Regions from separate parts of the Sus scrofa genome. Here region 2 is linked to region 1. The links are chromatin contacts, called in public promoter capture Hi-C maps. All regions are on one chromosome and are shown on one strand. The core of a region is the stretch at or near the end of the contact, and the rest is flanking DNA. Distances in the headings are between cores, read along the strand shown.

Region 1 (3,819 bases), core at 751-3,250:
TCTGTTGCCTGTCTGTGCTGAAGAAGGCCTGTCTAATGCTTTCATTGATTGCTTACACTATGACCCAAGGGGCAGGAAAAACCTAACTGGCTTGAAAAACTTTAGCTCGGGTTACTTTCCTGATGGTGAAGATGAACAGAATGGAAATTTGCCTCGAAGAAAGTTTGGAAATTTCTGAGCCAGATGAGAACTTTCTAATGAAAGCTTACATTTTCTAAATGTAATGAATGCATAAGGGAAAACAGGCCTCCAAGAACAAAGGGTCACCGGTCACTTGTCAAACGTGGAGCCACAACTGCACATACTTGGAAAAGAGGGAGACCCCAGGCAGTGATCCAGATAAAGAAACATGCCATAAATAGCTGCTTCAAACATTTGAAGAAGGCACCCAGATCTACAACATGGCCACCTTTCTGAGTCATATCCATGTGGAAATGCAAAGAATCTGAGATTCTCCCTCCAAAAAGAAGACAAATGGTTAAGAAAGGAGCTTTCCAGGCCCTTCCAAACATTCTAGGCCTTGGAAATTCAGAGCAAGAATTCAACTCCATTCTGCTGCACTTGGCTCTAACCCCCAGGGAAGGAGTTGGCACAAAGCACTGCCCCCACCATCCTGGCTTCAGGTGTGTATAAAAGGTGAGAGCGGCGTCAAAGGTCAACCAGGGCCCGCTCTGCCTTTCCATGCAAGCAGGAGATCCTATGCTTCAGGAAACCTGGCGAAAGCCACCTGCCAACTTCTGATGACACAGAATAGTCTGACACCCCGGGACTGCTCCCTGAAAGAAGAGCTCTCCTGAAGGCACAGGTCCGGGCTGGTGAAGGAGGTTGAGGAAGGAGACCACAAACCAGTGTGTGTTCCCAAAGCACACTGGCTGCTGGGGAAGGAGAACATGCAGGTGACAGAAAAGGCCCCTCCTTTTGCTTCCCCACCACTCTGACACAGTCACCCAGTCACAATCACTCACTCACACTGTCACACCCAGCTACAGTCGCCCAGGGTCACAAACACCATTGACATCTGAAAACCACAGTCTCCACTCAGGCGGGCAGTTCGCTACCACCAACACGGCCAGTCCCACAGGGACGCCCATCCCCCCGGTCAACCACAAAGCCCCCTGCCCACCTGGTTGCCAAAGACAGCGATGGAGCAGGCCGTGGACACCTCATTAGCCCCGAACCACACGGAGGCGATGCGGGAGGGCATGCCCAGGATGAAGACCTGGGCTACGGAGCAGATGACCTGGCCCAGCACGGTGACCGGGAAGAGATGGGGCTTGAGGCTGCCCAGCTTCACCCAGGCCCCCAGGCAGTTGAGAGCAGAGCCGGTGAGGGCTATGGTGCGCAGCCCGAATTTCTCCAGGAGCCAGGCCACAGGCAGCAGCAGAGGATGTATGTCAGCATGTAGCACATGGAGAGCCAGTCGATGGCAAAGGCACTGACCCCGTAGAAGTTCATGAAGATGTTGTTGATGGAGCCATACTGGATCCACTGGAAGGCGTTGCACATGGAGTAGCAGCTAAACAGCAGGACCACTGCCCACCGGCGCTTGCTCACCTTGATCACGCTAAGGTCCTCAGGGCCGGAGCTACTGGGTTGGCCCGAGCTACTGGGTTGGACCAAGCCACTGGGTTGAGCCAAGGTACTGGGGTGGGCTGAACTACTGGGGTACACAGAGACACTGGGATGGATCGAGACGCTGGGATGCGCGGAGGTGCTAGCATGGGCTGAGAAGCTGGGGTGGGCGGAGATGCTGGGGTGGCCGGAGACGCTGGGTTGGGCAGCGAGGTTGGGGTTCTCCTGGAGTGCAGAAGTCTGCGACGGCGCGCCATCGAGCCCTTCGTGGCTAGGATCTTCATTCACCATGACCACAGCCTCTCCTGGCGTCCTAGACAAGTGCTGAGGACTCTAGACAACTTAAGAGACAGTGGCCTCGTCCGGTCACCTAGAGCTGACGTGGCACTTGCCCCAGCCCGCCCCAGAATAAACGGAGTTCCGAGCCTGTGTAAAAGCCGTCAGAGGGGCGCCTTCGCTCACCCCCAAGCTCTGCTCCCACGTTTCCTCGGCGTCGTCTGTCACTGACTGCGGTCCTGGCCGCCGGTGTCTTGAGTCCTCCCCAGGCGTCCTGCGGAGGTTCAACCTCTCCGTCCAGGAAACAGTTCTTCAGGCGCAGCCTCTTCGCCGGACTCGGTTCGCTCCCGGGCCGGCTCGGGGCCTCGCCCCCTCCGGCGCACGTGACCGCCCCGCCCCCGTCCCGCCGGGCTTCCCCCACCCCCCTACCCACCCCCCACCCCACCCGCAAAGCCTCCCGCCTTCTGCGGCAGCTGGCCGGGCGGTATAGTTGTTTCGCCACCGCTTGCGGGTGCATTCCTCCCCCACGCCCCGGGCACCATGGAAACCGCCCGGTTAACCCCCACCCGTGCACTGTCCCTCAAATTCATTTGTCCCCTCCCAGGCCGCTCCGCAAGAAAATGCCCATCGCCCTTCCGAGGTAATCCTGCAAATATAGAGTCTCCTCCCTGCGCACACGGATGCCCAGAGCCCTCAATCTGCTCTATGGGATCCAAGAGGGATTCCCAACTTTTTCCGACTTGGCTGGGCTCCCCAGCCCTTGCTAGACTTTGGGTATAAAGAGCGATGTGTGGATTTCCCGGGCTAGTTGCGCTCCCGGGTAAAGGCAAGTTGCGGAAACTCGCTTTGCTGCTAGCTTTCCCTGCGGACCGGGTCTTATATTGGGGAACTCAGATTTGAACCTGTTCCGCAGGCTCTTCATTTCTGGAGGATCCCTGGGCGACCTCCTGGGCGAAGACCTGTGGGTAGAAGGGCTGGGGAGCCGGAGACCTTGAAGACCATGGCAGTGGTGCGGTGAAATGCCTGGCACAGCACGGGTTCCGGGCTTAGGTTGTGGTCTCTGCACCCACGTAGCCCTAGGCTGCCACCTGCTGGTCCACAGCCCGCTGCGAAGAGTAATCTCTTATCAGGGGCTGCACGTCAGGCTTGCCCTCTTTTTATTTCAGACTGGGGAGGGATCAGAGCCCAGATCCTCTGTGGGTTCAAACACGCGATTAGCTACTCCTAGGTGTATTCTGTAAAATAAGATACTCCACCTCCCTGTGCCTCAGTTTCTTGGAAAATCTATAAAATGGGAGGATGAAATAATAGTACCGACCTCACAGTGTTGTTTTCAGGCTTGAATGAGTTAAGACTTGAAAGCACTTGGAAAATTCCTGGCAGATAGTAAGCATTCCAGGGGTGTCAGATATCCTGACAATTAAAAAGTGAATATTTGTATTGTGCTAAACATGTTTACTGTATTACTCACAAGAATTCGGTAATGTAAGTGCTTTTGCCTGCCCAAACTTTTTAGATGGGAAAACTGACTCTCATAGAGGTGAGATAAGTTTTTACTTAAGGTCGCAGCTGACCTAAAGAGGCATAATTCTCATGCAAGTCTGTTTTTTCAAGTTACAGTCTAGCTAGTCAAGCACAGTCTGGGGACTGCAGGGCAAGCATCCTCTGGGGCTTGTTACAGAGGCAGAAGCCCAGGCCCTCCCTGAACCTATGGAATTGGAGGCTGCATTTTAAAAGGCCTCCAGGAGATTCCTTTGTTTGCACATTAAAGAGCCACTGGGTGCCACAGCTTTCCTGTCTTTTTTTTCCACCCTGTGACCAAAAATGAAGAATTGAAAGTTCTGGGAGTTCCTGTTGTGGCACAGCAGAATTCAACTAGTATCCATGAGGATGCGGGTTCAGTCCCTGGCCTTGCTCAGTGGATTAAGAATCCGGCTTTGCCGTGAGCTGTCATAGACTCCGCTCAGATCC
Region 2 (3,737 bases), core at 679-3,178, 51 kb before region 1:
CTCTGAGGCAGCGTCCAGATGGAGGCAGCAGAGGTGACGGACACACACACACAGGTTGCCGGGCAAGGGCTGCTTCTGGAGCAAAGAACCTTCTCGTTCCTGAAGCGGGCTACTCATAGGCACCCTCACATCCCAGGGTGATCGACTCTCTGAATTTGGCTTCTCCTTCAGGTCACAACACAGCTTTGTCAAGTTTATTGATGTTTGGTTTCATCAGCTCTTAGAAAAAACAGATTTGGAGGCAGACACCAACATGAGCCAGGAGAACATGGTCACAGGGTCCAGAGGGGTTTGTCCTGAGGGTGTTTTCTCTCCCACAGAACTGGAGCAGCCAGTCTGATGGCCCAAGAGGGACCCCTGCCCGGGGCAGCTGCCACTCCTTAGAATGAGGCACCTAAGAGTCTTAAGACACTAGAAAATGTTCATCTCCCGAATAAGCTTTCTCTCCATGATAACTGTGCAGGCTTTCCCCGAGGGCCCGTCCAGGGGAAGGCAAGGCAGGAGGCCAGGACTGGCCCTGGGTTCTCTTGGCCTCTCCCAGCACCAGCTCCCAGAAGCCAAGGGGGAGGGGTGGGACGCCCATCTGCACTGGGTGAAAAGGGTACTGTCCCCAAGTGGACACGCAAGCTCTGGGCGGGGGGTCCCTGAGGCAGAGGGGCTGCCGTCCAAGCCACAGTTATTCCCGAAATTCCCTCCAGAAGCTGCTCCAGTGGAGCCCGCAGTGCTGGCCAGGAGGGCGGGGCTGGCTGGAGGTGGCAGCAGGTGTTGCCCGAGTCCCACCACCTTTCTCTCTCAGAGATGCTCCTCGGACACAGGGGTGGGGGCTTTGCTGGTCTTGCTCTCCTCTTCCTCCTGGAGCTTCTATAAAGCAAACAAGGGGCAGCTATTGGGCTGAAGGGGCAGGGACTCCCCGCAACCAGAGCATTGCCCTGCCAGAGTCTATACGGGGAGGGGGACAGATTCCCAGGCACTCAGCAGCGTCCTCGACAGTGATCAAGGGGAGGCACCAGCCCTGCCACACATTTGTTCCCCAGGCACACACACACCCTCACAATGGCATCAAGGGCAGAACAAAAAGGCCAGCTTTCTGTGATGCCACGGCCACCACGGGCCATGCCACTGGCCCAGATGGGACAGAGCAACACCTTCCACCTGGGTTAAAAGACCTTGTCCACATGGACAAGGAACCGGCTGGAGGATATGAAATGTGGGGACGCTGAATAGTAAAGAGGAGGAAGTGGAAGTGTGTGCATGTCAATGTGGGGCTGGGGATGCAGAGTCGCTGAGAAGTTGCCAAGTCTCCTAAGGAAGCAAGCAGGGTGGAAAACCCAGTGAGCACAAGGGTACCCCAGGACACACACGGCGAAATGGCCCAATGGTACCGGGTTACCTCTGGGCGCTGGGACTACAGGCCACCTCTACGTTCCTCTGTCTGGCAGCATCTGCCCAGGGCAACACAGATTATCAAGTACACAGAGCAAAATCTCCTATTCCTTGACACAATGTGTCACGTTCCAGTTGAACCCTGTTCAAGAGAACTCTATCCTAGGATCACAGCCACCTTTTCCCAGGCTCACAGTACAGTCCCCCAAGTGTCCAAACCACACGGGTCCTCATCCACGGCCCACCTGCAAGCCCATCTCCACGGAGTGGGGTGGGGGGCTGCATGGCCCCCACATGCCCCTGAGAACAGCACTCCTGTCTCAGGCTTGCCCTGTCCCCCCACCGCCTCTCCTGTCCCAGGCGCCTCCCTCCACCTGCTCCCTGCTGCTGCCTGCCAACCCCAGAGCCTAAGGGCAGAAGACAAACAGGGAGGAGCGAAAGGGCAGCACCCACCTGCCAACACAGCTCCTCACAGCGCTACATAGACCACTGTCACCTTAGAAAAGAGGCCCAGCTTTTGCAAAATGATGAGCACTCAGGGCTCGGGCTCCTGCACTGAGAGAGCAACGCGCACCAGTCGTCCTGACAGCACCTTTCCCTGGAGGACGGTCTGGCGACACACATCAACGTCTGAAAAATGGGCTCGACCACTGATCCAGTTCTCAAGGTAACACCATACCTGAGAACATGCCAAAGACTCAGCTTCCAGGACGTTAATCACAGTGTCGTTTAGAACAACCGTAAGAAACAACTTCAGTGTTCCCCGACAGGAGAACTGTTGAGCAAATCCTGTTTATCCATGTGTAGTCAACAGAACACCGGGTAGTCACTAAAAGCATGTTGTAAGAGACTCATGACCTGAACAAACATTCACAGCAAGCAAAAACACAAGTAGAGTAAGATTCCAATTCTCTTTAACAAACACACACACGTAATACACACACGTATACATTATATGTGGACATCGACATAAATAAGTCAACGCATCAAAGCAACATCTCATCTCGAGGTGATGCTATTATAAGATGACTTCTAAATTGTGTATACCTTGCTGTATTTTTCAGTATTTCTACACTGAACATGTATTAACTCTGTAACAGATTTTGGGTGTTTTGTTTCCTAAGAAATAGCCCCCACACCTCAAGAATAAAGAAATATCCCATTTTTATTCTTTCTCAGCTTTGAAATTTGTTTCCTGCTGGTTCAGGTTTGACACCTAACACTCTGGTTAACATGGTTCCCAGCCCATCAGAGCAGAGGGGCAGCACTTGTCTGTTCTAGGTCATATTCCTGGGCCTCTCCCCTTCCACCACCATCATCTCCTGCTTCCTCACGTGCCCTTTTAGAGCCTGCTGGAAACCCGCCGGCTCTGCTCCCTCCATCCCCTGGCACTGCCTGAGGGGCTGTCACATGCCAGGAGAGCCACTGCCTCAGGCACCCACCTCTCCTCTCCAGCCACTGACCTCAGGCTTCAGCCTGAAGAGAGGAGCCAGGGCATCAGGACTTGTCTCAGGATCCAGGGGTGGGTGTGCATCAGGAAAATTGTGACAACAGTGACAAGCTCTGGGGACCAGAGCAGCAAGGCCAGGAGATGGGAAGGAAGCAGGAGAAGAGCCCAAGAAACACCAGCAGGAAAGCAGAGCTCAGACAGGCCCCAAGGAAACCCTTTGTCTCCATGTGTAGGATGTGGAGCTGCCACCCACAGCCACCACAACACCCGTCACTCTGGGAGCTGCCCCCACCCCCACCCCTGCTGCCACATCCTCAGCAAACCTGGGAACCAGAGCTCAGCCCTGCAGCCCCCACATACTCACATTCTCAGGTGTTTCTTTGTTTGCCTTCTGCCTCCGGAGATCTGCCCTAATGAATGCTGAGGTCCAGGGATGCAGAAGGAAGGGCAACAGAGACAGTTACCAAGCAGACCAGGGGTCAAGTGCATCCAGGAGGGGGAGCCCTGTCCTCCTAAGGCTCACAGGTACCCCACCCCCTTCAGATCTTCCAGGGAAGTGGGGGTTGCGTCAGACAACCTGAAAGAGCCTGCAGGTCCCTGCTGTCCCTGACAGGCAGAAGCCAGTGAGGACACAGGCCTCCTTCCCAGACCACTGGTATCTGCAGGGAGTCTGCACACGTTGCTCCAAACCTCACAGCAATCCCATCCAAAAGATTAGGAAAGTGAGGCTCCCACAAGTTGGTGCACTAGTCCAAGGTCAAACAGCTCTGGAGGTCAGTGTCACAGTCCAGGATTCTAACAAGGGTTTCTCAGGCCACAACCCAGGCTCCTTCCACTAAGATATGCTGCTGCCTCCAAAACAGACTTGCTCACAAGCCCTCCCCTCTGTCCCACTGCATGTGTA

The links. Promoter capture Hi-C pulls out the DNA fragments that hold promoters and counts their contacts.
Region 2: a contact with region 1 is called in a promoter capture Hi-C map of liver, with 7 times the contacts expected there. The contact joins the enhancer-like site here to the promoter of FLVCR2 in region 1. A contact is called at or near these places in 3 of 5 promoter capture datasets (fetal liver and liver), 19 of 47 Hi-C or Micro-C datasets (adipose tissue, alveolar macrophages, blood and 9 more) and 1 of 2 datasets of contacts at active chromatin or transcription factors (alveolar macrophages).

What each region holds. Positions count from the first base shown.
Region 1 is chr7:98,716,500-98,720,318 of Sscrofa11.1, reverse strand. It overlaps FLVCR2 (feline leukemia virus subgroup C cellular receptor family member 2), which reads right to left and starts at 2,000. Exons shown (of 11, transcript NM_001142840.1): 1 at 1,388-2,000; 2 at 1,124-1,385. The coding sequence starts at 1,863.
Region 2 is chr7:98,767,707-98,771,443 of Sscrofa11.1, reverse strand. It overlaps FLVCR2 (feline leukemia virus subgroup C cellular receptor family member 2), which reads right to left. Exons shown (of 11, transcript NM_001142840.1): 10 at 3,198-3,253; 11 at 1-861. The coding sequence ends at 793. Among named protein-coding and RNA genes, the nearest start is that of C7H14orf1, 50 kb to the left of the region's middle. Within about 2 kb of position 1,928, at least 2 of the 83 cell types and tissues checked have an H3K27ac peak or open chromatin away from gene starts, as enhancers often do. A contact at or near this core is called in fetal liver and liver, where this site is marked.